Linked DNA regions of Mus musculus: all the other regions are linked to region 2. Evidence: chromatin contacts called from public HiChIP or PLAC-seq and promoter capture Hi-C data. All regions are on one chromosome and are shown on one strand. The core of a region is the stretch at or near the end of the contact, and the rest is flanking DNA. Distances in the headings are between cores, read along the strand shown. Region 1 holds the start of Ripor2 (RHO family interacting cell polarization regulator 2). Region 2 holds the start of Carmil1 (capping protein regulator and myosin 1 linker 1). Region 3 holds the start of Gmnn (geminin). Region 4 holds the start of Slc17a4 (solute carrier family 17 (sodium phosphate), member 4). Region 5 overlaps Gm33516 (a long non-coding RNA gene). Region 6 overlaps Ripor2 (RHO family interacting cell polarization regulator 2). Region 7 overlaps Slc17a4 (solute carrier family 17 (sodium phosphate), member 4).

What was found. Promoter capture Hi-C pulls out the DNA fragments that hold promoters and counts their contacts. HiChIP or PLAC-seq counts read pairs in DNA pulled down with a chosen protein or histone mark.
Region 1: a contact with region 2 is called in an H3K27ac HiChIP or PLAC-seq map of embryonic stem cells, with 3 times the contacts expected there. The contact joins the promoter of Ripor2 here to the promoter of Carmil1 in region 2. A contact is called at or near these places in 1 of 39 promoter capture datasets (pre-B cells) and 2 of 115 datasets of contacts at active chromatin or transcription factors (embryonic stem cells and large pre-B cells).
Region 3: a contact with region 2 is called in an H3K4me3 HiChIP or PLAC-seq map of pro-B cells, with 6 times the contacts expected there. The contact joins the promoter of Gmnn here to the promoter of Carmil1 in region 2. A contact is called at or near these places in 5 of 39 promoter capture datasets (the 3T3-L1 cell line, the C10 cell line, cranial neural crest and 2 more) and 4 of 115 datasets of contacts at active chromatin or transcription factors (bone marrow-derived macrophages, cardiomyocytes, large pre-B cells and 1 more).
Region 4: an H3K27ac HiChIP or PLAC-seq map of embryonic stem cells shows a contact between it and region 2, with 5 times the contacts expected there. The contact joins the promoter of Slc17a4 here to the promoter of Carmil1 in region 2. A contact is called at or near these places in 21 of 39 promoter capture datasets (the 3T3-L1 cell line, the C10 cell line, the HPC-7 cell line and 15 more), 2 of 484 Hi-C or Micro-C datasets (bone marrow-derived macrophages and nephron progenitors), 9 of 115 datasets of contacts at active chromatin or transcription factors (embryonic basal ganglia, embryonic hindbrain, embryonic stem cells and 4 more) and 3 of 9 other capture datasets (embryonic stem cells, liver and macrophages).
Region 5: a contact with region 2 is called in an H3K4me3 HiChIP or PLAC-seq map of embryonic forebrain, with 7 times the contacts expected there. The contact joins the enhancer-like site here to the promoter of Carmil1 in region 2. A contact is called at or near these places in 13 of 39 promoter capture datasets (the 3T3-L1 cell line, the C10 cell line, the HPC-7 cell line and 9 more), 4 of 15 datasets of contacts at CTCF or cohesin (CD8 T cells, embryonic stem cells, large pre-B cells and 1 more), 24 of 484 Hi-C or Micro-C datasets (the AML12 cell line, B cells, CD4 T cells and 10 more), 15 of 115 datasets of contacts at active chromatin or transcription factors (the NIH/3T3 cell line, astrocytes, bone marrow-derived macrophages and 7 more) and 3 of 9 other capture datasets (embryonic stem cells, liver and pancreatic islet).
Region 6: a promoter capture Hi-C map of liver shows a contact between it and region 2. The contact joins the enhancer-like site here to the promoter of Carmil1 in region 2. A contact is called at or near these places in 11 of 39 promoter capture datasets (the 3T3-L1 cell line, the C10 cell line, the HPC-7 cell line and 5 more), 2 of 15 datasets of contacts at CTCF or cohesin (the NIH/3T3 cell line and large pre-B cells) and 6 of 115 datasets of contacts at active chromatin or transcription factors (astrocytes, embryonic forebrain, embryonic stem cells and 3 more).
Region 7: a promoter capture Hi-C map of pre-B cells shows a contact between it and region 2, with 4 times the contacts expected there. The contact joins the enhancer-like site here to the promoter of Carmil1 in region 2. A contact is called at or near these places in 17 of 39 promoter capture datasets (the 3T3-L1 cell line, 3T3-L1-derived adipocytes, the C10 cell line and 12 more), 3 of 484 Hi-C or Micro-C datasets (bone marrow-derived macrophages, nephron progenitors and olfactory sensory neurons), 10 of 115 datasets of contacts at active chromatin or transcription factors (astrocytes, bone marrow-derived macrophages, embryonic basal ganglia and 5 more) and 1 of 9 other capture datasets (embryonic stem cells).

The regions. Positions count from the first base shown.
Region 1 is chr13:24,636,187-24,640,091 of GRCm38.p6, reverse strand. It overlaps Ripor2 (RHO family interacting cell polarization regulator 2), which reads right to left and starts at 1,444. Exons shown (of 23, transcript NM_029679.2): 1 at 1,156-1,444. The coding sequence starts at 1,204.
Region 2 is chr13:24,278,295-24,282,316 of GRCm38.p6, reverse strand. It overlaps Carmil1 (capping protein regulator and myosin 1 linker 1), which reads left to right and starts at 1,527. Exons shown (of 38, transcript NM_026825.3): 1 at 1,527-1,756. The coding sequence starts at 1,717.
Region 3 is chr13:24,760,535-24,764,469 of GRCm38.p6, reverse strand. It overlaps Gmnn (geminin), which reads left to right and starts at 2,533. Exons shown (of 7, transcript NM_020567.2): 1 at 2,533-2,657.
Region 4 is chr13:23,913,374-23,917,317 of GRCm38.p6, reverse strand. It overlaps Slc17a4 (solute carrier family 17 (sodium phosphate), member 4), which reads left to right and starts at 2,311. Exons shown (of 12, transcript NM_177016.3): 1 at 2,311-2,392.
Region 5 is chr13:23,948,068-23,952,129 of GRCm38.p6, reverse strand. It overlaps Gm33516 (a long non-coding RNA gene), which reads right to left. Exons shown (of 3, transcript XR_382128.3): 3 at 3,015-3,381. Among named protein-coding and RNA genes, the nearest start is that of H2ac1, 16 kb to the right of the region's middle. Within about 2 kb of position 2,274, at least 20 of the 459 cell types and tissues checked have an H3K27ac peak or open chromatin away from gene starts, as enhancers often do. A contact at or near this core is called in embryonic basal ganglia, embryonic forebrain and pancreatic islet, where this site is marked.
Region 6 is chr13:24,684,661-24,688,585 of GRCm38.p6, reverse strand. The region is part of intron 8 of Ripor2 (RHO family interacting cell polarization regulator 2); the gene reads right to left. Among named protein-coding and RNA genes, the nearest start is that of Ripor2, 48 kb to the right of the region's middle. Within about 2 kb of position 1,750, at least 37 of the 459 cell types and tissues checked have an H3K27ac peak or open chromatin away from gene starts, as enhancers often do. A contact at or near this core is called in forebrain and liver, where this site is marked.
Region 7 is chr13:23,896,590-23,900,650 of GRCm38.p6, reverse strand. It overlaps Slc17a4 (solute carrier family 17 (sodium phosphate), member 4), which reads left to right. Exons shown (of 12, transcript NM_177016.3): 11 at 105-195; 12 at 1,742-2,762. The coding sequence ends at 1,876. Among named protein-coding and RNA genes, the nearest start is that of Slc17a4, 16 kb to the left of the region's middle. Within about 2 kb of position 2,245, at least 30 of the 459 cell types and tissues checked have an H3K27ac peak or open chromatin away from gene starts, as enhancers often do. A contact at or near this core is called in the HPC-7 cell line and pre-B cells, where this site is marked.

The DNA of each region.
Region 1 (3,905 bases), core at 195-2,694, 360 kb before region 2:
AAAACAAAACAAAACCATCCAACCAACTAACATCAAAAACAACGAAACAGAAGAAGGAAGAAATGACTGTGTCAGGAAACAATGGGCGGGTGCTCATATTTGCAAGGGGAGCTGAGAGGAAAGGCAGCTTGTGTGTGTGTGTGTGTGTGTGTGTGTGCTTTAAAGACAATCACATTGTTCCCCCAGCTGAAGTGTTGACATTTCTTCACAGTCACTCATGCAACATATAGGTGTCCCCCAGACCAGAGCCTATGGGCTGTGGATCCCACTCTGCCCCACCCCCACTCCCCAAAAAACATTGCTAGCTTCTCTAGGATTTCGTCTTGTTTTCTCACTCAGGAGCTGTGACTGTCCACAGTCCTGTCATTCTCGCACCTGAATGGCTCTGCTTAGCGAATTCCAACGCCCGCCCTCTTCTACAGCGAGGGGTCTGCATCCCTATCCAGGAAACTGTGGGAGGGAGCTATGAGGTAATAAATAGCCTGAGGGAGAACTACAGAACCCCCCCCCCACCCCCCGCGCACGTTCAATATCACAGACACCTGCTAGGGTTAGAGTGTTCCCCAAGTGTGACCCCGTACCCCAGTCTTTCCAAACACAGGTTGGCATCAAAAACAACACATTTCTTTTGGCTTGCCCTCTTCCCCATTCTCACCGGTTTCACGTGGCCAATTTGGAACAGCTGGGTCCCAGCCAAGCTCAATTGCTCAGTCTGGAGGCACATGAAGCCCTTGGAAATTGCGATCCTCCCTCTGAGCTGGATCACCCATCGCTGCTGGGTGCCCGGAAGTCTTTCGGAAGCCAGGGTTCATCCACGATCCCACCCGCGGGATCCCCTGTCCCTGACAAGCCCCTACCTTAGGTAGTGCCACAGGCTTCTCTAGCCTTCTCAATCGGTCCTTCCACAGTGCGGGACATCCTTTGGGTCGGCCTGCGCTAAGTGCACGGCCCCTCTTCCTTAATAACTTCCCTTCTCGTCCCAGCCCACATCAGGCTCCCCGGATTCGCCAGGACCTAGGAAGCCCGGACACCCAAGGGTTCTTCTTAATATGCCAGGCTCATTCAAGCCCAGGACACTCCTCCATACACCCACCTCATGCCGGTGGAAACCAAAATCAGCCGCAGAGAATGTGTTTAAGAGGCGCGTGCACCTACCTGCCGAGAACGCTCCTAGTGCCCGGAGACGCTTAGTACCGGGTGGCATGTACCACCTCGGCACCCACGCACCGCCCCTCGCTGCCGTGCACCTCCGGCTCCGCGGACACCGGTGCTCGTTCCTCCCAGCCAACAGGGAAAGGTCCGAGGGTAACAGTCGTGGCCCCAGCGCTCGGGCGTCGCACCAGCTGCCGCCGCGCCGGGTGAAGTTGCGGGGCCAGAGGACGCGCGGGTGGCAGAGAGCGGAGCGAGCGCGGTAGCGGAGAGGGCGGTGGGGAGGCGCGCACGCGGGGGCTGGCGCGTCACCGGTGGGGGGGGGGCGAGGGAGGAGGGCGGGTGGAGACAGCTGCTTGATGGTCCCTTCAGCCCGACTCCTTCAGGGTGCGCTTGGGTGCTTGCCTCCAGCTGATCGTCTGCCTGCACGTCAGGCTCTGGGACACTAGCTTGTGGCGCAGCTTAGAAGGACTCCGCCGCAGGGGAGTTGAGACCAGCCGGACACGGAGCATTAGAGGAGATCTCAGCTGAGACAAGAGTGCCTGTGCAGCCAGCCTTTGGGGATCTCAAAAAGGGCCGTGCATTGCAAATGATGAGATGGGGGAGGGTTGTGTGCAGTGGTGAAGAGTGAAGTTCAAGGCTCAAGGCAGGAGTTATGTTGAAAAGCCCGGTTGGAGAGGGCCTCTGGGTACAAGTACCCAGGGCTTGTTTCGACAGAGGTTTCACTATGATAGGGAGAAGCAAGACTTTTGTTTGACTTTGAAACCTCTCTTTTGGTGTGAATTTGAATTATACATAAGGCTATAAAATGTAGGTGGGTCTGACAGACAGAAACATTCCATAGAAAAAGGACCTTTAGAAGCTGAGTGTGGTGGCATTCAAGAGGCTAAGGCAGGAAGGCTGCTGTAAGTTCGATGCCAGCCTGGGTTATATATAGTAAATCCCAGGTCAGCATTGGTAACTAGGCTATTATATGTGTGTGAGTGAAGAGTATGAGGTTGGGTATTCTAAGGACCTGGAGCCCAAGAGTGGACTCTGCGTCCATCCTTAGGTTGGCAGTCTTCCAGGCCTCAGTTTCCTCCTCAGGGAAACTGTCTTACTCATACAATTGTGTATTTACAATATGTAAAATCAAAGTGTCCCACAAATTCATCCATCACATTCCAAGCTGAGACCTAGTCACTTTATGAGGACATTAGAATCAAGAAGTATAAACCTTGACCAACAAAGGCTAGGAGAGGAGTCTATGGCAGCATCAGGAAACCTGGACATCCTTAGACCTGGAAAACGCAAGCAGCTGAATCACACCCCACCTAAGGATACAGCCAGACTTCAGGGATCACCCAAGGAGGAGCACTGTACAGGCCTCTCACCTGGACCACGAGGCCATGGCTTGAGAGGAGCTCAGACAGGCTACCCTTGCCAGCTGCATTCTCCAATGCCCTTCTCTCAACTCAACACACTCCCCATCAGGAAGCCACCTTCCCATGTGGACATTCCTTCCTAGGAGGAAAGCGTCGACTACGACTACACATGTGACAGCTTAGCACACAGAGGGCAAGCAAGCTCTCTGTGTGTTTCCTCATGGGTGTTCTGCTCAACAAGCAAGTCCCTAATGCATCAATCCGTACAGAACTAAACGTAAGTTTATGGCGATCTTCTTATCCCCTGACATTAGACTGTTTACACCTGGCTGTAACCTTTCAGTATTTTGATTCCCACTTTATAGGCAGGCAAACTAAGGTTACAGAGAGTTAGCCTAACTTGTCCAAGATGACCCAGCCTCATCGACTTTAGATGCTCATGCAAAAAAGAGACATGGCTTGTGGGGAGACATTCTTCATGGCACACCCATCCTTTGGAGGACACAGCAAAGCCGGGCTTGGATTCCTGACGAGTGGAAATTGTGAGTTAATGCTGTGTGTTCTTTTAAATGACTGTATGTTGATTTCTTAGGCAGTGATAGACAATAGTCTATCTACATTGCAGAAACAGTGGCCTTAAAAAAAAAAAAAACAACCCTGTAAACCACAATGTGACTCTTCTGTGGCTTTAAATCCTGCTTCAGTTCCCTATATGGAATACAGAATAAAACCCAAAGTCCACACTGCTGGTGATGGTTAATCTTCATCATCAGGTTGGTCGAATCTAAACTCACCTAAGCAGTAGACCCTTGGACCAGTCTGTAAAGGGTTCCCTAGATAAGTTAATTGAAGTGGAAAGGCCGGCCTTAGATGTGGATAGCACCTTCCATTCCTGGGCTGGGGCTCTGGTCCGAATACAAGGAGAGAAGGTACTTGCCACCAGCACTTCCTGGCCATGATGGTCAGTATCCTCTCGAATGGAGCCAGGTATTTGATCATAGCAACAAGAAACATAACCTCAGCACCACTGCTAACAAGATCCTGGTGAGCCAACCCTTTATAGATCTCCACTATCTCCAGGGCCTCTCTCTGGTTCCTCAAACCTTCGCAGCCTTTTCCTGGGTCATCGCAGACCACTGGCATCTTTAGTACATCCATGTCCCCAGTGATCATTTCCATCCCCACTTGTCTTCCAATGCTGACCATTCTTTGCCTGTCACTAATCTGTGAGCTCACGGGGCAGGGACCATTTCTGCCTTACCCACTGTGTCCCAGGCCTATCAGATGGAAGATGGATAACTGCATTCTGAAGCAGTTCCTGAGTCTACAAGCATTTCCTTTCCCTTGTCAGCCTGGCTTATCTCCGTCGGGAGAGCCTTTGCCCACATCCAG
Region 2 (4,022 bases), core at 278-2,777:
CAGCAGTACTCTAGAGGAAACTAAACATTGTTCTTAGAAAAGCAAGGTCCATAGCAGTCTTCAAAACCAGACTACCAACTCAGCCTAATAGCACATGCCAGGATCCTGGCACCTGGAGGCCGAGGCAGGAGAACTGTGGCCTAGCCTACCAGTGAGACACTTAAAAAAAAAAAAAAAAAAAAAAGGAAAAAAAAAATCAAACCACCAATAGTAGACTTAACAGTCAGATGTTTCCCTGTGACACCGGCACTCTGAAAGGCAGAGGGAGACAGATCTTTGCTTTGTAGACATGACAAGCTTGGTCTAGTTAGCAAGTTCCAGGCCAACCTGGGTTACATATTGAGACCCTGTCTCAAAAACTAACCCACCCACCCATCCACCAACCAATACAACTACAATAACAGAACCTAAGCTGCCAGAGGCCAGTGTTTCCCCCTCTTTTCCCCTCTCCCTCTTTTCAACCCTTTAAAGCAGGAACCTGATTGGTCAGTCAGGGACATTCTCTTTGGGTGATGGAAGTGCACATAAGTACTCCAGAACCTGAGATCTTTCCTCTGGGAAGGTTGGATGGGTTGGGTAAAATTGAATCAGATTTAGCAGCAGGAATATTCCAGCTTTTGGCAACCATGTCTGGTCCTCCGATTTGCCCCAAGCTTAAGGAGACTGGGTCGCCATTAAAAGGCATTTTCCAAAGGGGCCCCTGTCTTGCCATCTTACGGTTGTCTATTGATTGCATGTAGCTCTTAATCAACATAGATGGGGAATTAACAATGAGGGTGCGAAGACACAAGGCTCAGCGGGGCCCGAGATCCAGAAGTGCACGAAAGGATCTCAGAAAGCACTAGCTTCCGCGCTGGGGGCTCTGCAGCTCTGAGCCTCAGGGTCCATTGGCCTGCCTGGATTTGGGGGATAAACCCTCGCGCAGCCCGGGCCCTCCACGCTGGCAGCCAGCAGATGGCTCTCGGGCTCTCTCAACTGCACGGTCTATCCCTCTCCAGACGCAAGCGTCTGCTGCACCGAAGCGAGGCTGCGAGGAGGGGCGCCGAGCCCGGCGCCGCCGCAGCAGTCAAGGCAGCAGCCACCGCAGCCAAGCACCGCGTCGGTCCCCGGGCTGTGCCCCGCGCCGGGCACCGTGCGCCCAGGCCCGGAGGCCGGCCGGGGACCCGTGCGGAGGCCGCTCTCGCGAGGCGGGGAGGAGACGCAGGGGGACCAGGAGGAGGAGCAGGAGAGGGTGAAGGAGAGGAGGAGGAGCGGGAGAAGGGGAAGGAGGAGAGCAGAGCCGGCCCGCCCCTGCCCAGCCCAGCCCGCAGGAGGCCGAGACCAGCCAGGCGGCCCAACCCTCGCCTTCCGCTTCACCTACGCCCAAGGTGCGGCGCAGAGGCCGGGCTGCGCGGCGCCCGCCCGGGAAGAAGCCGGTGTTGCAGCCGCCTTGCGTTCGGCCCCTGAAGCAGCGAGCCGAGAGGGAGGCATGTAGCGACGGCCGCAGAGCCAGCTCGGATTTTCAACTCTTAGGATTTTTTTTTTTTTTTTTTTTTTTTTTTTTTGGTACTGCGGGCGCGCGGCAACCTTGGATCAACGCCCCGCTGCTCCGGCCGGCCCACTCTTTCCTTGCAAGCTGCGGCTTCCTCGCGGAAACATTAAAGGGTCTGAAGAAGGGCGCGGGGCCGAGAGTCAGAGAGTGGGACCCGGGATCTCCCCGCGCCCAGTGGGGCAACCATGACCGACGAGAGCTCCGATGTCCCCCGGGAGTTAATGGGTAAGCTTGGCGCGGGGGCCGACTGGCCATCTTTCTCTGCGCACACCTCCTTTCCGCCTCCCTTCCCATCTCCGTCCTCTCGCAGTCTCCGCGCTCTCCTGCGCAAGTGGCGTGGGGCAGGGTCGCCGGGGGAGGGGGCGGGGTGGGGGGAGAGGCTAGAAGTTTGCTGGCCCGATGGCCGCAGGAACTGGGTGCAGAGAGAGAAGAAGGAGTGGAGAGGAATCTGGAGCCCTGGGGGACTCCACGCAGATCTCCCTGCTCAGCCCCACCAGGTGAGTCAGGTTGGCGGAAGATGGAGCTGGAGGGGCGTCCCTTCCAGTGGCCAACTCCCTGGTCCCAAACTCTGGAAAGTCTGGTAAAGCCTAGCAAGGAGGATGCCTGGCGACTGTAGGTTCCCTCGGGCTCATGTCAGGCACCCTCCAGGAAATTCCCGTTTGGGGCTGCCCCTCTTACTGACGGCCTCAGGGATGGAGGCGCCCGTCCAGCGTCAGGACCCAGCCTGACAAGGCGTGGCTTTGAGGATTGAGTTGGAAGCTAGAGGGTTACCCGGCCGATGCCTTCTCAGTCCAGGAAATGGAGGGTTAATGATAAACGCCTCATTTTAATAATGATTAACCTGCCGACCACCTTCAGTCTCTTTGGGAACACGTGTGTTACCCTGTGCCAGGTGACTGGTTTGCTTGAGGCCCTTATTGGGGGAGGGGGTGTCTTCTTTTGGAGCAGAGGGCAGAGAGAGCATTGCTTGGAATTTAAGTCCTGGAGCTTAGCTTTATCTGGAAAGGTTAAATGGCAGAAGACAAATGGGCTAGGAGCGCTGGAAACCAGCGCTTATGCTCGTGTGGAGTGCGTTGACTTGCACTAAGGTGAATATGACTTTATGGACGTACTTTGAGCTCCAGTGACTGGTATTCCCTGAGGAATACTGGGCACACACTTGATGTTCCCTGGATTCCCTGGGCGCTGACAAGGAGGGAACGTTCTCACCGATTCACCATAGTCTGGAATTTGCCCCTCTGCTGTCCACCCAGCATTGATACTTGAGAGGGCATGGTGTGCCCCCGCAAAGCTGCTCACTCTGCAGGTAAAACTTGGCGGGAAGAAGCTGTTGCCCGTTTTGTATGGAACTCTGCCTTTGTTGAACTGAAAACATGCCAACACACACACACACACACACACACACACACACGAAGTAAGGTATTTGTGCACACCCCCTACTTTGTCTCCTCAATTTCGAGACTCTTTCTGAGACATTATCGAGTGGCCCATCCGGTTCTGGGTGTTTCCAACACCCTGCCTGAACACGAAACTAACGCTGGAGGCTCCAAAGATGCCTCCAAGGGTGGCAGATTTCTAGAAAATCATGTAGCATTGTCCTGGGACCTGAAGTTTAGGTGATTTGGACTCCAGATAAAGTGTAAACGGTGAAATAAAAAGATGCTGCTGTTTATCAGCGGTTCTCAGTACTTAAGTATGTTTAAAAGGTGAATTTGACCCCTCTTTTGAAAGGAACTTTTGTGTTGAGTCAGTATTGTATATTGGTGATTTTGGAAGGATGGTGGCTCGAAGGACCCTTCTCCAGCTAACCATTTGGTGTATTCTCTTCATTGCCCTTCTGTGGTTTGTCTAATAGCATTTTCCTAGGCCTCTGTGTTGTCTGGTTAGGCTTTGGTGGTGGTGGGGTTCACCGATGTTGCTGGTTCCAGGAGCTCACAAGCATTTTAGCTGATCAGTTAAAACAGACTGCAAAGGCCTCGCTGCCTTTTCCTAAACTTCTCCTTTAAGGCCTGTAAGCTGTGTATGACATATCTTTCTATTAAAGGTTTTGTTGTTGTTTTGTTTTTTGTTTTAAAGACAAGGATTCTTGTAGCCCAAGATAGGTGCCGACTCACTAGATGAGTCTGACCTTAAGCTATTCTCACTCTCCCTCCTGCCTCAGTCTCCTGAATGCTGGTTTACATGTGTGCGCTGCCCTTAGGCTTTTATGGAATAGTTTTAAATACAGAAATCAGAGGGTGTGTGTGTGTGTGTGTGTGTGTGTGTGTGTGACAGTGGCCCAGGCTTTTAGTCCTAGCACTGGAGAGGCAGAAGCTAGGGGAACCTCTGTGAGCTCAAGGCTAGCATGGTCTACATACTGACTTCTAGGCCAGCCAAGACTACATAGAGAGACCTATGTCTCAACAAACAACAGACAAATAGACAAATGAAGAAGAAGAAAAAAAAGAAATACAAGGCAGAGGACAAGAATACTGGCCACATGCCACTTGTC
Region 3 (3,935 bases), core at 1,284-3,783, 480 kb before region 2:
CTCGGGTTTAACGCTGTCTCAGCTTAGCCCATACCTTCTCCGGTATGAATTTCCTTTATCCTTTATTTTATGGAGCTCCGAACCAGCAGCGTCTCTTCCAAAAATCCTTTGCCGTTTCTCAGTCCCGCGTTGGTTCGCCAATTGTTGTGTCCGGCCAGCAGACCACAACCTGGGTTCTAGCCTGGAAAGGCATTTTGGAAACCTGGAAGAGAAGAGGGGCTAGGTGGCGAGAGAAAGGAATGTAGCCAAGACAGTTATTCTGATCAAGGCTCAAATTTTATTGTTGCGACACTAGTTATGAAGGAAGGGGGAGGGGACCCGATTCCCGCCGAATAATCTCGGGTCCAGTAGAAAGGTGCACGTGTGTGGCTCCGCAGGTTCCAGCAGTGGGCGTGGCAGAACGAATGAGCAAGAAGCTCCACCCCTGAGCAAGCAGGTTTCAGGCTGGGGGAGGGGAGACTACAAATATATATATAGTTCTAGAGAGTATATACTTACAGAAAGTTTCATAGGTAGAGTCCCATAGGGTATGCAGTTTCTCCAAGATCTGCATCTCATCTTTAGGTGGAAAGGGTAGCCGCTGTTCCTTATGTCACTTTTCTTTTTCTATTCTTTACATTCACCTCTCTCTCTCTCTCTCTCTCTCTCTCTCTCTCTCTCTCTGTGTGTGTGTGTGTGTGTGTGTAGGTCAGAGGACAACTTTTAAGAGCCAGTGCTCTCTTACCATCGGGTCCTGGGGATGGAATTCACATGGTAAGTCTCTGCAGTAAGCACTCTATCTGCTTAGCCATTTCCTTAGCCTCTCCCTCTCTCCCCCTCCCCTCCCCCCGTTCCCTCATTTTGGAATAGGGTCTCCCTACATAGCTCAGGATGACTTCAAACTCAAGATCCTCCTGCCTCAACTTCCCTAGTGTTTGGATTACAGGTGTGAGCTATCATACCCAGCTTCAAATTGCATTTCTTAGGAAAAGAAAATTCTTTTAAAACTTTGAGTAACAGCCTCAGTGTGGTGTTGGTGCACACCTATAATCCCAGCACTCGGGATGCAGAAGCAAGCAGATCTCTATGAGTTCGAGGCCAGCCTGTTCTACAGAGTGAGTTCTTGGACAGTCCAGGCTACACAGAGAAACCCTGTTTGAGAAGCAAGCAAGCAAACAAAATAATCCACAAAAATTTGAGTAGGAAGAATCTTAACTTTCCCACCAAGAACTTTCTTCCTCATCCAGACCTGAAGTCCAGGTCTCACTAGAGAGCATGAGAGAGCAAAGGAGAAGTCGCCAGTATTCTGAGGGCAGAACACATATGCAGTTCCTCTGGAACTTGCCAGGGGACTTGAGGCTGAGAGGTGATAGTGTGGTAACTGGCTGGACCATAGAATACAGGTTCTCTGTGGAAATGGATAGAATATTTTCCCATTGAGCAGGATTTAGTGCTGGCTAACATGCAACATTTTGTATGTGTACAAATGCTTGGCCTGCATGTATGGGACCTGCTGCCCCCCTTCCCCCCACTGCCATACCTTCCCGACTCTGAGGACTGTACGCTTAAATTGTGAGCCCCGACAAACCCTTCCTTAAGTTGCACTGGTCAGGTATTTGTTACAGCAACAAGTAAGGTGACAAATACATTGACTTTTCTCAGCCTCTAGGCCATCGCGGTTCCCTTGGCCCTAGTTCTGTTTCCTTCTAAATTGTTATTGACTGATAAAGCAGGTTCTGGTGTTAGCAACCCTACTGCATTCTGTCTATGTAACCTGGCTGGCTTTAAACTTATATTTATATAGCCAGCCAGGAAGTCCTTTATAGAGGTTTCCTGTATTGCAGCCCTCCCTCCTTTGTTTAGATTTACTGAGGTATAGTTTAGGTTTTTCAAAGTTGCCTGTGTGATGCATATTCATCTTGGTGTCCATGAAGGGCATCAGATCTCCTGGAACAAGGGCTATGGATGGTTGTAAGCCACCATGTGGGTGCTTGGAACCAAACCCAGGTTTGTCCCGTGCAAGAACAAATGCTCTCAACCAAGGAGCCATCTTGCCAGTTAATTGAGGTCTAGTTCAAATACAGTAAAAGTCATCTGTCTTAAGTATAGAGTTAAAATTCCTCAGCTTCAACTTTTTTTGTTAGCTTGAAGCGGGCCCTTGCTATTTCTAGTGACTGTCACAGTGTGACTTTTGAGTCATCACGTTTCGTCTGTTTATTTGCTTCCTTTAGTGTGTGCGCATCTAGGTATGCATGCTTGCATGTATGTATATTAAAAACTAAACACACAAAATACCTTGGAAAAAATATATGTATATTCTCGTGTTTGCCGCTAGTGAGAGTCTCTTTTGTCCTCGCCGGCAGACACTTGGAGCCGGAAGCGGAGGGTCAGACGGCAAGGTCAGAGGGCACACACTCCTAAGGCAAGAGGAACCTCGGTGACCTCTTCCAGAGACTGCACGCACCTTGGCTGGGTGCGCAGGCGCACGGAAGCCACGGGCGCGGTGGGCGGCGGCGAGAGGCGATTGGCTGAATGCCGAGGCTCCGCCTTTCGGCGCGTCAGCTACCGGGTCGGCGGGTTAGTCTGCAGGTTCGGGTCGTTCTGGCGTCGTTGAATCCGGTGTGGTGCCAGGGCCTTGTGCGGCTCTCACGCTCGCCGGGAACTGAGCATTGCTGTCTGTGAGTCCGAGGGCGCGGGAGACCGAGGGCGGGGCGAGTGCAACTCCGGCCGCGGGATCGCCGGGCTGGCCCGAATGCCCGGCCTGCTTCTCAGCCACGGGGAGCCGGCCTGGGAGGCGACGATTTGAAGGGACCCGAGTCTGGGGACTTGAAAGGGACCCGAGTCTCGGCCCGACTGCAAGGCAAAGCTGGGCGAGCTGAGACGAGGGGCTGCGCCATTGGTGAGGTCGGTTTTGGCGCGCTCTGGTGTTCGCTCTTCCTATTGGCTGGCGCGCGCCGCGTTGGGCGGGGCCGGCGCGCCCGGGGAAGTTTGCTGCCTCGGAGTCCGGGCTGATTGCACGGCTAGGGGTTGAACTGGGTGTAGATCCCTCCCGCCTGCTCACCAACTGCAGCAAACGCTACTCCTGGGACAAGGGCATTGAGTCCTGCGTCTGCTCTCCCAGTGGTGCCGCTGTAGGTGATAGTAGGTTCTCCGACACTGTCTCTGTGCTCACGACTCACTAATGATAGCGGGATCTTGGCCCACTGCCTTCGTTATCCAAGTCTGGGCCTGGTGTCAGTGCTCAGTCTCCTGCACCCAGGAGGTTGAGGCAGGAGGTACAGGAGTTCAAGGTCAGCTTTGCCCACTTAGCCATTTAAAAAGAAAAGAGAAATACATCAAAGCCCCTGCGAATAGGTTTCCGATCGGGTTTTTTGTTTGTTTGTTTGTTTGTTTGTTTGTTTTTCCGAGACAGAGGGTTTCTCTGTGTAGCCCTGGCCTGGAACTCACTCTGTAAACCAGGCTGGCCTTGAACTCATGAATCCGCCTGCCTCTGCCTCCCAAGTGCTAGGATTAAAGGCGTGTGCCACCGCTGCCCAATTTTTGTTTTGTTTTGTTTTGTTTTGTTTTTGGCGATCGGGTTTTATTAACTTGAAATAGAATAGGAAATAACAGAACACCACTCTGGCTGGGCTATAAGTTGTTTATATTTGCATACATGGGTGAGTGCCAGGGCACAATGTAAATTTTTAATTACATGTAAGTAAGAGGTGGGGGGTACAGTTTACCGTTCCCCCTAGCCTCCTTTTAAATTCAGCTTGGTCTTGTGTTTGCTACGTAGCTGACTATAACCTTGAATTCTGGTTCTCTGCCCAGCTGCTGGTATTATGGACTTGTGTCTGGTTATGCAGTACCAGGAACTGAGCTGAGCCTTTGTGCATGCTTGTTATGCACAGTACTCACTGAGCTCGACATCTTGGTTGGAGCCAAAAGATCTTGGGTTTTGTTTTTGTTTTTGA
Region 4 (3,944 bases), core at 1,062-3,561, 370 kb after region 2:
CTCACTTATGGTTTTGTTTTTGTTTGTTTGTTTAAGACAAGGTTTTTCTGTACAGTCCTGGAACTCCTTCTGTAGGCTGTCCTGGCCTAGAACTCACAAAGATCCACTTGCCTCTACCTCCATGGTGCTGGGATTAAAGGCTAGTGACACTACCACCAGGCCTTTTTTTTTTAAAAAAAAAAAACTCGGAAAATATGTTATTTTTATTTGGTATGATATATTAGTCATTATAGTCATATGTTCTGATTTTTTGTAGTATAGGCAGAGATTATTTCTAATCCTATGAGAATTCTTTTTTTGCTTATTAATGTGCCTTCTTCCCTCTTCTTCTCTCTATCTCTTCTTCCTTCCTTCCATCCTTCTCTCCCTCTGTCTGGAGTTAAGCCCAGGGCTTTGCGTATGCTAAGCAAATGTTCTACTCCTAAGCTACACTCCGGCTCTTGTTTGATTTAGTTTCTCACTATGTAGTCTAGGATGGATTTGAACTCATTATATAGCCCAGGATGGCTTCTAACCCATCATCTTCCTGCTTCTGAATCCTGGGTGCTGGGATTATTCCCCACAATCCTGGCTGCTTCTCAATCCATCCTCACTCCATCCTCTCCCTAGCATAATACTGTTGCTCTTTGTCTTCTTGTGAGACTGATTTGAAGGACCCACCCCTTCCTGGGTTACCAAGGCAGGAGTCAAGCCTTGTTATATCATAGTTAAATTCCTGTTAATGTTAACAGTATGTTTTTATTATAAGCACTTCTTAGAGTGTTCATTTTTCTTTTAAATAAGCTAAGGTATTGAGGCCCACTTGATTTCCTAATGAATAATTTTTAGATTCTTCTGGTTGCCTTGGTAGAAGCACTGTCTACTCCACAGCCAGCAACCCTCCCTTCATGCCAGCTCTGCTATTTTGAATTCCCCACAAAACACTTGAGAAGGTAATATATCAGCCACAGCTGCCAGCTGCTCAGACATAGCCCTGACATTTCCCAGACTGTGTCAGAAGCCTCCCACTAGCCAGAGACTGCTGACCACAAAGAGATCTATGGTTGGCGCCTACAATGCTCCATTTGCAGAGGCCCCTCTGGAGGATGCAAGTGTGGTTCATTTGGAAGAAGCAATGTTTGGAGGACAGGGCAGACTCCTTGCTGTACCTTGTTCTGGCTACATTAACAGGTTGTTTGGTTCACTTTGTCACTCTGGTGAGAGACAACATCCTGATGTAGCAGCATGAGCCTGAGGCCTAAGATAGAACTCTCAGGTGATCTATTCTCACCTGTGCTTGATCTTTATCATTTTAGAGCAGGATGAGTTGGTAACAGGAAGGAAGGGTGAGGGGACAGAGGATTTAAGGGTGACAGTTGCAACCGTGGATCAATCAGCAGCACTGGTCACAGCGGAGGCAGCAAAGGTAGCAGCGATGGTAGGGCAGAGATCACGAAAGCCAGGAAGAGCTGAAGACAGGAAAATGAGGTCATTGGAAGAGTTCCAGAGACCTACCAAAAGGGTCTCAGATACCACGGGTCCATTAGCTGCAAAAGAGTCTGTCAACAGCTCAGAATCCTAAACAGCGCAACATCTATCATCGTAGGTCCCAAGATTGGATGCTTGTACGAGAGCTGCAGCCCCGGATGTCGCTGGCTCTGTTGTGTGCACCACTGCTGGAAGCTGAGGACCAAGTGCTGAGACCACTAGATTAATCCTAGAGCAGTAAGCCTCTGGCCTGAGAATATGTTAAGCTCTAAGTGTCTGGCTTCTATAAGGTCAGTAGGCCTATAGCTGCTCTCTGTGTAAAATTAGTTCTATTAAACATGGATATGGTGGAAAACAGCCACTTAAGAGACAAGATGTAACCCTATCTATGAAGATTATTGTACTCCTGAGATCATAGATGATGAAGATGCCATTAATGAGCTGCTCAGAGGGTTGACCTGATAGCTTGGCAGGGAAAGATAAGTGTCATTGTGCTCAATAGCTTGAATTGTGACCTTGAGATCAACATGGTGGAAGGGAAAAACCCAGTCTTGAAAGCTGTCCTTTGACCTCAATAAGTGAAAACTTACCCACACACACTCTAACACATAAATAATCACATATAATGTAAAAGTTAAAAATGAGGCAAGCAAGAGTAGTAGCAGGACCCACAGAGAATCTGGGAAGATGTATGTGACTTCACATGAACTTCAAGTATGAGGAAGATAGAGTGAACATGGTCAGGTCATCAATTAAATAATAAAACAAAGTTAAAAATTAAATGGTTGAGCCAATAAAAGCCTCCATTTGGTAAGATAAAAGCTAAAGGCCCTGAGTAATAATTCACTCCTCTGGGTTAGACAGCTGCAGAAAGCTGAGAAACCGATAGGATCCCAGCCAAGAGCCGGCTCTCCGCCTTCCTCAGGTTTGCTTTCCAGTTCTTGCTCTGGTTCTGACGGTGTGGGAACGGACCTTTTCCTGTTGAGATTATAGGTGGTGTGCAGGACTGGGTTTCTTTTGGGAGATGGTTGTGAAAAGTGAGACAGGAGGCTGCTTTTTCCTAAAACAAACGAGGTCTATAGGAACTCCAGAAGGAGAGGGAGGGAGGAAGACAGACATGGAAGAGGGAGACAAAAGCCAGCGGTGGGTGGGTGGGGACAGGAAAGGTAGGAAACAGGGAGAAAGGGAGAGAGAATACTGTCTGAAGCAACTAGAAGGGAACACCAATCGTAAGGTCAGGTCTTGCATTTCTTAGGGTTACTGACGCTGGAAAATTGCACAAAGCACTCATGCATTTAACTTGTTTTTGTGAGATACACTAGTTTGTAGAAACAGCACTAACCAAACAGACTGAGGCAAAAAAACCAAACCAAACCAAACCAAAACACCCTGTTGTTTTAAAGAATATTTTTAATAGGCTTCAAAGGTCAAATTAACAAAAAAACCAGAGTAAACAGAATTTTCATGGGAGAATGGGGGACTGAAGCAAATAAAACCCCCTATGGCTTTATGCAGTGGTCCAGAGTGCTCTTTTCTTTTGCTGTCATGTTCCTGGGAGAGGACTTCCCTCTCAGCTCAGAGACAGCCACGGTATACCAACAGACTGGGTGGTTAGAATAGGCAGATCGTATGTTCTCACTGTCAGCCCCTTAGTTGTTATCATCTGTACTCTTCTGCTTCCTTCCTAACTAGGCCATTCTTGTTTTTCTTTCTTATCATATTGTACTCTGTGACTCACTGGAGCATGTGTCCTGCATGCTGTCTGTGGTCATGTCTTTTGCCCTTCAGCAGCCTTGTCCAACCCTCTTCCTCTAACTGACAAACTCCAGAGATTAAGGTCTTCTGTTTAAGTAGACGCAGAGCCACTCATGCGAGCAAACCTCCAGTCATGCTGGAGAAAGCCACGGAAGCAAGCCTTCCATTTATTGCACATATGTTTACTGGGTCAGTGAATGAGCCAGAGGCTGGTGAACTCTGAGGCATTGCGTCACTGCAAGGGTCTGGAAAGCTAGAAAGGAAAAAGCTGGCCTGAATCCTGTCTTCAGTTCCATGAGTGAGAGACTCTTCTGTCCAACCAGTCTCCCTAAGGTGTGAACAAGAGTCAGCAGATGGTTTTAGGTTTCCAAGCACAATCTCAGGCTTGACCCATTTCATTCTGCCAGTGTTGGTTTGGATTTAAGTTGTTTGTCAATTTTATTCTGAATTGCAGATGGTGTAAGCTGGAATCTTGTCGGTATCTGTCCACTTGCAGCTATAGTAGCGACACGCCTGGGTGTTAGGTAACATTTGCACAGACAGGGAAGCACAAACCCGACCCATTCTACATATCTTTAATATGAACATGTTTCATATTCCCTCGAGAGAAGAATGGCTTTGCTTTACCAGAAGCTCTGGCCACGGTACTTCCCTTTACATCTGCTCGGCCTCTCCGCTTCTGTGTTCATGGTCAGGTAGTAGTAGTAAGATGGCCATTTTCA
Region 5 (4,062 bases), core at 1,025-3,524, 330 kb after region 2:
CCCAGGGCTTAAGTAGCTTCAACACAATGACTTAAACATTTTTTGCTTTCACTGAGAGGATAACTATAGCATTTTTTGAACACTAGTAATTGTCCACTATAACAGGGTCGATCATGGAGCAAGTTGAGTTACTCCACGTGCAAAGACTGAGAATCATAAGGAACAACTTTTATAATGAAGACGTTTTGAGTCAGGGATGTAATCCCAGATACTTAGGATACTGGTAGGAGGATTGCAAGTTCAAGGCCTTCCTGGGCTATGTAACAAGTTTAAGTTCTGTTGGAGAAACTTAACGCTGAAGATGTAGCTCAGTGGTAGAGCACTTGCCAAGCATATGTGAGATCCTGGGTTTTATACCAAAAAAAGAAAACAGACAAAAAACCAGCCAAACAAGAAAACCTTAATGTAATATTTAAATAAGTTAAAAGTACAAAAACACAGCATGAAAAGTGAGACAGGGTCAGTGTTCCTGATTTTTGTTTCAGGCTCTGTTAGGTAGGCTTGTCTTTGGGACACTTGCTTATTGTGAAATTTTAATTTTAGGAGGCAACTTTGCATTTTCAAATGTCTTTCTTCTTCAAAAAAGATTTGTATTTATTATTATTGTTTTTGTGTTTATATGTGTGTGTGTGAGAGAGATGGAGAGGCAGAGTGAGAGCCACACAGAAAGAGATATATAGAGAGGCATAAAACAGAGAAAGAGACAGAGAAAGAGAGATAGAGAGACACAGAGAGACACACAGAAAGAGATATATAGAAAGACATAAAAGAGAGAGAGACAGAGAGAGATAGAGACAGAGAGACAGAGATAGAGGGACACAGAGAGACAGAGAGAGGCAGGAAAACAGATAGTGAGAGACAGAGAGATAGAAAGACACACACACAGAGACACAGAGATAGAGAAACAGAAAGGGGAGAGAGAGAGAGAGAGAGAGAGAGAGAGAGAGAGAGAGAGAGAGAGTCTGTGCACATGAATGCAGTGCCCACAGCTGTCAGAAGAGGGCATCAGATTCCCTGGATGTTGAAGGTGTTAAGGCTGTCATGACGCACCTGATGTGCCTGCTAAAAACAGCTCCTTTGGTAGAGCAATCTGTGCTCTGACCGCTGAGCCATGTCTTCAGCTCCCTCAACTTGCTTGTTAGTCATCAAGTGACTAATTTGGTAAACTTCGTTGTCCCATTGCCTTGGTCTACATAAGTCTTCCAGAATTTTCTGTTTTAAGAGTTTCAGAATTTAGTCTGCCGAGAAGATACAGAAGGAAGAAGAGATTTAGGAGAGGAGAAATCAGTGGACCTTGGAGAAGCAGGAGGGCAGGCTGAGCTCCTTCCTTGCAAGTAGAACAAAAGGTACAGGCATGGCTTAGAATAGCAGAGTAAGCTCCTTGGACCCCATAGGACTGGAATTGCAGCTAGCTTTGTAAAAGAAAACTACAGAAACAGCACAGTTTTAGAGAGGCATCTTGGATGTTCCCTATTCTCATGAAGAGTCATTGTGTTCCAAGTATGACAGAGAAAGAGCAAAGAGCCAGAAGACTCAAACATCCTCATCACCACCACCATCAGCATTAGCATCATCACCATCAACAGCAGTGGCATTAGCAGCAGCAGCATCACCAACACTACCATCATCATTAGTATCATCATTGTAATCGTCAGTATCATCATCATCATCAGTAATTCCAATATCATTAGCATCTCCATACCACCACCACCACCAGTACTACCATCACCATCATTATTAGCATCACTATCATCACCAGTAGCATCAACAGCATCATTGTCACAAGCATCTATAACGTCAGCATTAGCATCATTATCATCCACAGCAGTAACGGTATCTTCATCATCATCATCTTCTTCTTCTTCATATCATTCTCATCACCTATCAAAATATAACTCCCACTTTTTTCAGTTTTGTAGAGTACAGACGGTAGAACAATTGAATGATAGAATATTGAACGCAGGGCAGTGGGGGAGTCGGTTGTGTATAATCCTTGCTTTGTATATGCAGTGTCGTTTACAAATCTGTGTCACTCTGAGTCAGCACTGTTCACTTCATGCACAATTATAGTAATCCTCGAGCAAATGTTAGTACTGTAATGATGTTGCTTTGCAGAGTGATCATCTGAGAGCCATTCTCAGCTGCTACATCAGGATCACAGCATTTGTGTAGCTCCAAATTACTCCAGAGATGGAAAAGGCAGCATTTGCTCAGTCGTCAAAGAGGGCAGCCTGCAATTAGATTATGCACGCTGTCGTCAGGGGGGCTGGCAGGCCTATTTCACATGCTGGAGGGCTGCGGGTGACCTTTAACAGATGTAGAGTCTTCACATAAAAACCCTTGAGACTGCAGCAAATAATGAACCACATTTTGTAGCCAGCTGATTCATGTTTTTGTCTCTGCTCCATAAGCGTTGGGAGGGCTTCCGAATGTCGGCCTTCAGAGCTCTTAAAGGAGTCAAGAGAGCCACACTCACTCGTGCTTGGTGATCCCAGAGGGCAACTGAACCCAATTTGCATACTTTTTTTTTTTTTTTTTTTTTTTTTTGATTTTTCAAGACAGGGTTTCTCTGTGTAGCCCTGGCTGTCCTGGAACTCAATTTGTAGACCAGGCTGGCCTCGAACTCAGAAATCCACCTGCCTCTGCCTCCCAAGTGCTGGGATTAAAGGCATGCACCACCACTGCCCGGCATTTATTGATTGATTGGTTGATTGATTGCATACTTTTGCTTGTCCCTTGACTCATTTCTGAGTACCTGCTTTTAATTTTTTTTCTTGACTTGAGTTTTTTTTCTCTCATTCTTTCTAGGCACACAGCCTGATCACACCTAATACAAAGCTTTGGGTAATTCATATACCGGGTAGCCTCAGGGCAGAGGGAGGCTCACCTACAGGTCTGGTCTACTTGTTACAATTAGATAAGAGACACCTGCACTCGATTTCCCAGATGCGCTTATGCTAATGGAGTGTGGAATATTTTCCTTAATTTATACTTCTCTGAGGACTCGAGAGTTGGGGCGTGTGAAGACATGAGTAGATATCTACACAGAGGACATTGCTTTCTTTACGGGATGTGTGGGGACTTTTAGGATCCCGCTGAGCACCTGTAAACACCGGTGGTACAAACCTTCCATGGGAACAGGACAGGAATGGTGTCAGGCCTGTGAGAGAAGCTGGCGCGCAATCCTCCTCCCCAAGATGGTGCCCACCGCAGCCCTGCCTCTCAGGCAACTGTTTCTGCATTTCTAGCCAGTTTCTTCAAAGACCTTAATGCTCAGTGGCCTCCTCTTGCTTTGAACCGAGAGATTGAGCGAGGTGCTAGCTCCACGAAGCTGAGGGTGGGTTTCTCCCGAGGCGATGAATAACCTTCTGTAACTTCCTTCTGGAAACAATCAGGGGATTTGACTCAGCTCGACCTCTGAGGTTTTTGTGACATAAAAGCAACTTTAGGCAGAGGGCAAAGGGGCAGGGGCCGGGTAGGGCATGAAGTTAAATCACCTGTCCAGAATTCTTGCCAGAAAAACTGCCCGAGTTTGCTCTGTATTCCATTTCTAGTCAGTGTTACTAAACTTGAAAGTGGAGGTCGGAGGAGGGGAGGGTGGGAGAGAGGAGAAGAAGTGGGGAGGGGTGGAGAAGGTGAGGGAGACAGACAGACAGACAGACGGACACAGACATACACACACACACACACACACACACACACACACACACACACACACACACACACACAGCATATGTGTGCAGCCCTCTGCCCAGCCCTGGAACTTCCTTCCCCTGGTGAAAAGGGTTCCTCACGGTGGATGGTGTTTGCCTCAGAAAAAGGTTCTTTTTGTGTAAAACACAGAAAGGGATCCCATGAAAACACAACGTACTGTGAAAATTGTTTCTCAGCCAGAGTGAGATGTCTGCCTAGCCAGCCAGCTCCCCACAGGTGCACACCGATACAACCCAGCCACTTTCAACACTACTCTTCTGCTGAGGGATCTTCTCGGGAGCATGCCTGCCATACCTTTGTACTGTGTTTCGGTAAGTGCTTTCTCTGACTGTCTGTTTTTGACTTTCT
Region 6 (3,925 bases), core at 501-3,000, 410 kb before region 2:
AGTCAGGAGCTGATACGAAGGTCATGGAGGCTATGGAGGGTTTCTGCTTATTGGCTTTCTCAGCCTGCTCTCTTATAGCACCCAGGACTCCCAGTCCAGGGATGGCACCACCCACGATGGGCTGGGCCCTTCCCCATCATCACAAATTAAGAAAATGTTCTATGGCTGGATCTTATGGAGGCATTTTCTCAAATGAGGCGCCCTCCTCTCAGGTGACTCTAGCCTGCGTTGATTGACAGATCCAGTTAGCACAAGGTGCCTTTTCTTCCCCTGTGTCATCTGCAGGTCAACTTGAGCCTACCGCTTCAGCAGCAACACCTTGTCAGAATACACGGCCGCCGCCCTGGGACAGCTCCAGAGTCCCAGCTTCCATTACCCTTTCCACCTTCCTATTGATATTTACCAAAAGCCCACTGTGTGAGGGTGAAAATATTAATTTACATTTTAGAATTTCTCACTAAAAAAAAAAAACTATGACATAATTGCAGTGAAAAAATCAGCACAGACGTTTTCTATTTCTAACCTTTGAGTCCTGGGGCAAGTTTCTCCTGTGCTTGTACGTGCTTGTGCATGTATACACAGGCATATGTATGCCTATGTTTGCGGATGCTTCATAGACCCTTTTTTTTTTTTTTTTTTTTTTTTTTTCCTTTTTGAGATGGGATCTCTTACTGAACCTGGAGGTTGCTGTTTGGTTAGATTGGCTGGCCAGAAAGCACAGGGACCTACTACCCATCTCAAGTCCCTTTTCCATCAGAGGCCAAGTTGGGATTATAATCACATGACCCGATGCCCAGCTTTTTATGTGGGCTCTGCAGATCCAAACCCATATCCTTTTGCTCGCTTTATGCTGTCTTCCCTGCCCTGGGTTGTGTTTCTAGCAAACAAGATTTTACTCACGTAGACATAACAAGGATGATGTCACACTGTGTGTTTTACCTTCAGTGAATGGCTCAATTTATCTCAAATGGACAAATCTGCTTCCCATTGACCCATGGGCATGGTGATGAATAAGACGAATCCAGGGAAGCTTCAAAATGGGCTCACCTCTTACCATCTTTCGACACTAGATGGCAGCAGCTCACCAACTTGGCATGCCTTTTAGTTGGCGAGCCCATGCATTTAGGAGCAGCTCTCGCTAACAATTAGAAGCTAATGAGCCACTTAGGAGGACCCACTGTAATAAAAGCAGGATTGGAGGAAGCGATTTTCATGAATAATTCTGGAGCATTTAGGCTTTTTTCCCCCACCTCCACAAAAACACATCGGAAAGAAAGCACTGCTGGCTGGCTTTTATGAATCTGAAGCCCAATGTGCTAATTCTAAGAAAACCCTATTTACCCTTTGAATACCTACAAATTATCAGCTCCTGGTTAATCCACTAGCTGGTTACATGTTGAGGTGACAATAGGGACCCCGCTTCAGGGAAGCTGACTATGTACCATGATGGATACGTTGAGAAGGGTGGGGGGACTCTTTGACGATCTCCCTTCTCAAAATCACCAGAAATTTCTTATCACGGGAGGAGGAGGGCTGGGGTCGTGATGAGTTTTGGGTCTCACTGTCCATGGAATGAACACACCTTATTGACATTCCTTATAAGGCATCTCCAGCCTCTGGTGACAGTGATAACAGCAGAATGGCAGCAGGTAGGAGGAGCCAGTTCCAGCCGAAGCTCCCCAGGCGGGGGGAGCACTTCTGCTGGAGCACCAGCTATCGTGGACTTTGGGGCCTGGCTAGGTTCTGCAAATTCTGGCCCAAGGCCCTGCTGGCATTTCTACAGCTGCGAAAAGCCCAGTGTTTTCTCAGCTGCTTGGTGGTAACTGTTGTATCAGCTAGGTTTTCATGATGGCCACTCAGAAATCATCCCTGGGTTCCCTCAGGTGGGTCTCTTTTGATCTTTTACCTTGCTCCTGTGTTAATGATCCAACAGCTCTTCCACAGCCTGAATGGAGGACAGGGTGCTGCCCCCAGTGTGACTGTGGATAAATGATGCCCCCGCTCATGGTTGAACATTTGGCCACCAGCTGGGTAGCTCTGTTGTGGGAGGTTATGGAGTCTTTAAGAGTTAGGGCCTAGCTGGAGGAATCAGACACTGGAGAGTGTGTTCTTGAGGTTTATAACTCTGCTTTGCTTCCAGCCTGTGTCTGGCTTCCTGATCCACTCTAACCCCTGCCTCAGCTGCCGGCCTCTCCGACTACCATAGCTCCCCTTCCCATAGTGGACTAAACTCCTCCAAATCTTAAGCCGCCACGGATCGTTTTCCTCTTAAGTTGTTTCTTTCAGAGAATTTATCACAGTGGAGAAAGGTTGCAGATACAACCTCATAGCTATCTACAGCTACACAGCTATAGAGCCTCCCAGCTACCTACAGCCACACAGCTGCTCACCTGGCTCCCCGTGCCACTGGCTGCCTTTGCTCAGACACGGTTCTGGTCATAGAAGTACTCCATTGTTTCCCAGTTTTGCCATGACCTTCCTAAGAGTGTACCTCGGACTGTGTCTTAGTACTGGCCTTCCTGCTTCCTGGGCAGGTTTCCCAGTTCATCCTAAAGGCCATGGTGACCAGCTAGCACTGACCTCTGGACATGTGTCCTCCTGGAACTCATTTGAATGAGGTCATCGTTGGGAAGAAAAGCAGTTTTCTGTAAGACACGCAGTTCTTAGCTTCTTTTCTGATTTGGGGTCCTGAATCCAGCTGGGTCCTTACAGGTTTTTGGAATCTGGCCTCAACAGCTCCCCACAGCACTTTTACAGAGCACAGAGATCACAGCACCCCCCCCCCCCCCCGACAGCTTTGGGCAGCATCCCCGCCTTCAGGAGGGACTTTCAGTTTAGTTGTTCTAGCCAGAGGTTATTCAGGACGCTCTCTGCACCCCCCCCCCCCATCCTTTCCTCAGTGGGAACCTTCACTTAACATTTTTTATTTTTTCTTTTCTTCTTTCTGTCTGTCCCTCTGTTCCTCTTCCTTCCTTCCTCTTCTTTCCTTCCTTCTCTCCTTCTTGCCTTTCTTTCCTTCTCTCTCTGTCTCTTTTTCTTTTTTAAAGATTTATTTATTTATTTATTTCTATGTATTTGAGTACATAGTTGCTGAACAGATGGTTGTGAGCCTTCATGTAGTTGTTGGGAATTGAATTCTTAGGACCTCTGCTCACTCTGGCCAATCAATTCTACTTGCTTCGGCCCAAAGATTTATTTATTATTATATATAAGTACACTGTAGCTGTCTTCAGACAGCGCCAGAAGAGAGCATCAGATTTCACTACAGGTGGTTATGAGCCACCATGTGGCTGCTGGGATTTGAACTCAGGACCTTCGGAAGAGCAGTCAGTGCTCTTACCCGCTGAGCTACCTCGCCAGCCCTTTTCTTTTCTTTTCTTTTCTTTTCTTTTCTTTTCTTTTCTTTCCCTTTCCCTTTCCCTTTCCCTTTCCCTTTCCCTTCCTTCTTTCTTTTTCATTCTTTCTTGACAGTGTCTCACTGTGAAGCCTAAGCTGGCCACAACCTCACAATCCTCCTGCCTCAGCCTCAAGAGTGCTAAGATTATAGGCATGGACCAGCAGACCCGACTTAATTTTCTGTTTTCTTTTGAGACAGTTTACAGCTAGCTTTGTACTCAGATCCTCCTGCCTCTGCCCTAGCAACCCCTCCATCCATCCTGGGCTCAAGCATCTACAACAGTCTGGTCATGTGTTTGCTCATGTATGCCCACTGCGTGAGGATGTGATACTCAAAGGTTCCCCTCCACCCTGCATCTCCAGACAACTGTGGTGTCCTGGGGTCATGAAGTGACAGAGGCTGGTGTGCATAGCTTAGCAGCTCTTGTCCCCATGTCTTTATCATCACCATCTCGAGGGCAACTGCCTTTCAGATTGTAGTTAGTTGTGGAGTTGAGCAAAAGGGAAGTGTGGGAGGGTGTGGCAGGAG
Region 7 (4,061 bases), core at 996-3,495, 380 kb after region 2:
CATATTGTGTTCAGGTTTAATGTACATCATTAAGAATCCTAAGAGACAAGCATAGAGATAGGACAGGGCAACCAAGATGCTCACGTGTGGCTACACCTTCCCAGGTATGCTGGCTTTCTCAAAGGATTATTGCAAGTCTTTTCTTACCTAGCTGGAGGCATAGCTCCTACTGTTGCTGGATTTTTCATCAGTCAGGTAAGGCCGAACATTGTAAGGGATATTAATAAAAGGAACTGATGGTGGTGGTTAGTAGAAGCTAGTCTAAGGCTCAGTGAGAAAAAAAACTCCAAAGCTCATGAGTCTGGAACCCCCAATATACCTGCATTCCCAGCTTAATTTATGTAGAGAAATTCCATATTCCATGGGTGTGTGCGTGAGAGAACACTCAGTGTAGCGAGTTTACAGTTTGTGAATTTATACAAGATGAACATCTCATGTTAAAATCCAGAGTTGCCAGTAATATTTATGGCATTTCTCCTTCAGTATCATCTGATCACCCGTCATAGTTTACCTCAAACTGAGGGGGTCTCAGGATTTCTGGTAGGCTTTCAGTGCTAATATATCTTGAATGTTCTGGGCAAACAAGGATGGAGTAGTTTTTCTATCTAGGAAGCTAACAAGTCTTTGGAAATGGCTGTACAAATGGTTTAGTGAATGGAAGCAGCGTGAAAAGCTCCCTGCAGCTTACACCTGCCTTCCCAAGTGTTCGCTCTGCCACGCATGAGCCATTTGCCCAGAGCAGAAGCTCCGGGAGCCTGGTGCTGGGATGCTGCTTTCTAAGTCTGAAGCCTTCCATCCGGGAACAAACACCTTGACATAGTTACAATATACGAGGCAAGGCGGTGCATGTTTATAATCCCCGCACTTGTGAGGCCAGTTTGGTCACGTTGTTAATCTGTCTCACAAACAAATCCTTGAAAGAAGAGAAGGTTAAAAAAAAATAAATAATTAAACCCAATGACTTGATCATTGCCTAAGAATTATACAGATATAAATTTCAGATGGAAATGGATGTCTGTGACATTTATAAAAATCCTCATTTTTAACTTGCCCATGACTGTGTGTTAGTAACTCAGGGAAAAGGCAGGAGATTAAGAAAAGATTTTTGTTTTAATGAAATCAAATTCCCTCTTGCTTTTGAAGCTTCCATTCCTTCCTAGTCTCCGAAAGCACACTGCTAGGGATTGTTTAAAAGGTAATTCTCATAGAGGCTTTGTTTCTCTTGCCACTTGACTGACTGATCAGTACATTCATTCATTCAACAAACTATTAAATATTAGCATGTACTAAACCAATTGTTTTAGCAAACAAACATACAAAAGTCTCCCAGTCGTACCCCATGAAATCCATATTGAAAAAAGAAATTGACAGAAAACTAAAGTGAATTACAGACATATTATTCTGAAAAGAGAGAGTAGGAAACATGGCTGATTGTGTGTGTGTGTGTGTGTGTGTGTGTGTGTGTGTGGTCAAAGAGGAATCTTTGAAAAGGTGACATTAAACAAGTGCTAGAGTAAAAGTGAGAAAGTGACTCAAATGATGGGAAGTGCCTTTAGCAGAGGGAAGAGGGGGTATGTGGTCCTGGTGTGGGGCATGCAACATTCTATCCCAGAAGCAAGATGGGAGCCATGAAGGCTGAGCTGAGATAGAAGAAGGAACATCAAGGTGTAGAACCACAACTGTTCTGAGCCAGGGGCAAGAAGCAAGCCACCATTACTAACAGGTAGCTTCCTGTCTCCAGGATTCAGAGTTTGGCTGGAGAAATGTCTTCTTCCTTGCAGCTGCTATTGATGTAGTAGGCCTGCTCTTCTACCTCATCTTCAGCCGGGCAGAGGTACAGGACTGGGCTAAGGAACCGACATTCACCCATCTCTGAGCAACGTTAGTGATGAGTAAAAAAGACTTGCTTTTGTGCCCACTGGACAGCTAAAGCTCTCCTACTGGAAGAGGCTTCATTTCAGGATCATTTAAGAGACCCTGGCTGTGTGATACTAAAGGTATTTTTTTCCATGCCTGGAGATTTCACAAAGGAAAGAAAAGACTGGTTATTTAGAACTGTGTGCTCCTGAAATCACAGGTTCTACAAATCCTCTATACTTTCCCCTGTTGCCATGGGACTGGAGGAGAGTTTGCCCCGAAGTACAGCAGTGACGAGTTGGAACCACAGGAGAATGATACCACGAACTCTAAGCTGTCAGCAAAGAGAACCGACAGCCTGGAAAACAGGATGTTTGTGAGCCGGAAGTTCTGCAGCTGTAGCCAAGTGAGGAGGTTAAAGAATTACTGTGGCTCTTGGTGCGTGTAGGATGTCTAACTGAAAATAGTCAGGATGAAGAGCAATAAAAAAATTAATCCATCATGCAAAAAGCAATGAACTTTCTTCAACTAATACAAGAGGAGTAGTAGAATCTAGTCATTCCAGACAGCTTTCTGTATGTGGATCCTGGCTTTGGATCAAAACCACTTCTGCAATAAGAACACCAACCACCCAGGCACTCTCTGGAGTCCACTGTTCTATTCACATCTTTCTTCTTTCTGACCACTTTAGCCTGGGTCCCTCATCTGTATGTAGATTTGTGCAAATCCCTTATGTCTTAGTCTTAGGGAGTAGAATTGCCTTGTGTGTCTCTGATCTCCTCAGGTACTGCTTTGCAGCATCATGGATACCCTATGCCTGTTTCTCTGATGCTTACAATCGCAGCCATTGTTCACCAGGCCTCATTTGATGTAAAATGTCTCCTAAAAATGTATGTGAGACCCGTGCTTGCTTCACTTCATTTCCAATGTCTCTTTTCATTAAGAATCCACACAGGTGACACAGGAACAACAAAAGAGAAGAGAAATGCTCAAACACTAAATGAATATTAATGGATACATTAGTGTGTATGGAAACAGGTCAGACATCATAATCATGAACAGCTTGTAGTAGTTCATTATCACAGGGGGATATGTGACTTTACTAAAAGTATCACAAGGGAGTGCGTAGTGATAGCTGTGCAATATGTAATAAGGAGGGGCACATCTTACTAAAATAAGGAAGTGTCATGCTCTAATTTAAGGGTGGCCGCCATTACACAGCATCAATTGAGCTGGAATCTGAAGGTCACTTCATGTAGGAGCCTGGTGCTAGGGATGTTCTAGGAAGACCCTCTGGGAAAATCTGCAGCATATAGAAAGGTTTGGTGCAGGAGAGAAAAATCGGGTGAATAAGAACAGAGTGGGCTATGAGAGGTTCTAGAAGTATGGAGGTCAAGAACACACGTGGCGCTGTGGACCCAGTGAAGAAAGAGTGTTGGTCTTTACATTGAAATCAGTGGAGGTATTTTAATGGGAAGGGACATAATCAGGTTCTGATTTTCAGTGGTCACACTGCATAAGAAAGTTGGCTTGGGGGGTTCCAGTGCGATCCCAGGAGTGGTGGTCCATTGCATGGGTTGGGGGAGGTAGTAGGACATAACCTCACATTTCACTAGATTCTTATATAGCCCAGGACCATCTGCTTCTGGGTGGTCCTGACCACAATGGGCTGGATTCTCTTGCACCAGCTAAAAACACATTATAGGCTAATCTACTTTGATCAATGCTTTAATTGAGACTCCCTTTGCAGGTAGCTCTAAGCTGTGTCAAGCTGACAGGTAAAGCTAATAAAGTAAAGGGAAAAAGGAACCAATTTTGTAGAAACCCTGGTAATTTAGGTTGCAGTTTACCATGTCTGGATATCTCCTCTAAGCTCTGCACAAAATTGAGTACTCTCTTTACCAGCAGGGCTGCCTTTTCTCTGACCTTGTCTGGTGAGCCCAATTCCCCATACCCTCTCTGTGGGGATGGTCGTTTAGTCCTTGGAAGACCTAACAAGTTAAACTCTTCTTTCCTGGATAAGAACCCACCCAGCAAGTACCTGGGATCCCTGGAATGCCTCTCCATGCAAATGAGGCATTCCCAGTACTTTAAACTCTAACCAATGATTTCACAATTACCCTGAAAGCTTCTTTTCACTCTCCAAGTTTCATATTTAGTCCTTGTCCTCCCCTGAATAAAGTATATGCATACAAGTCCAATTT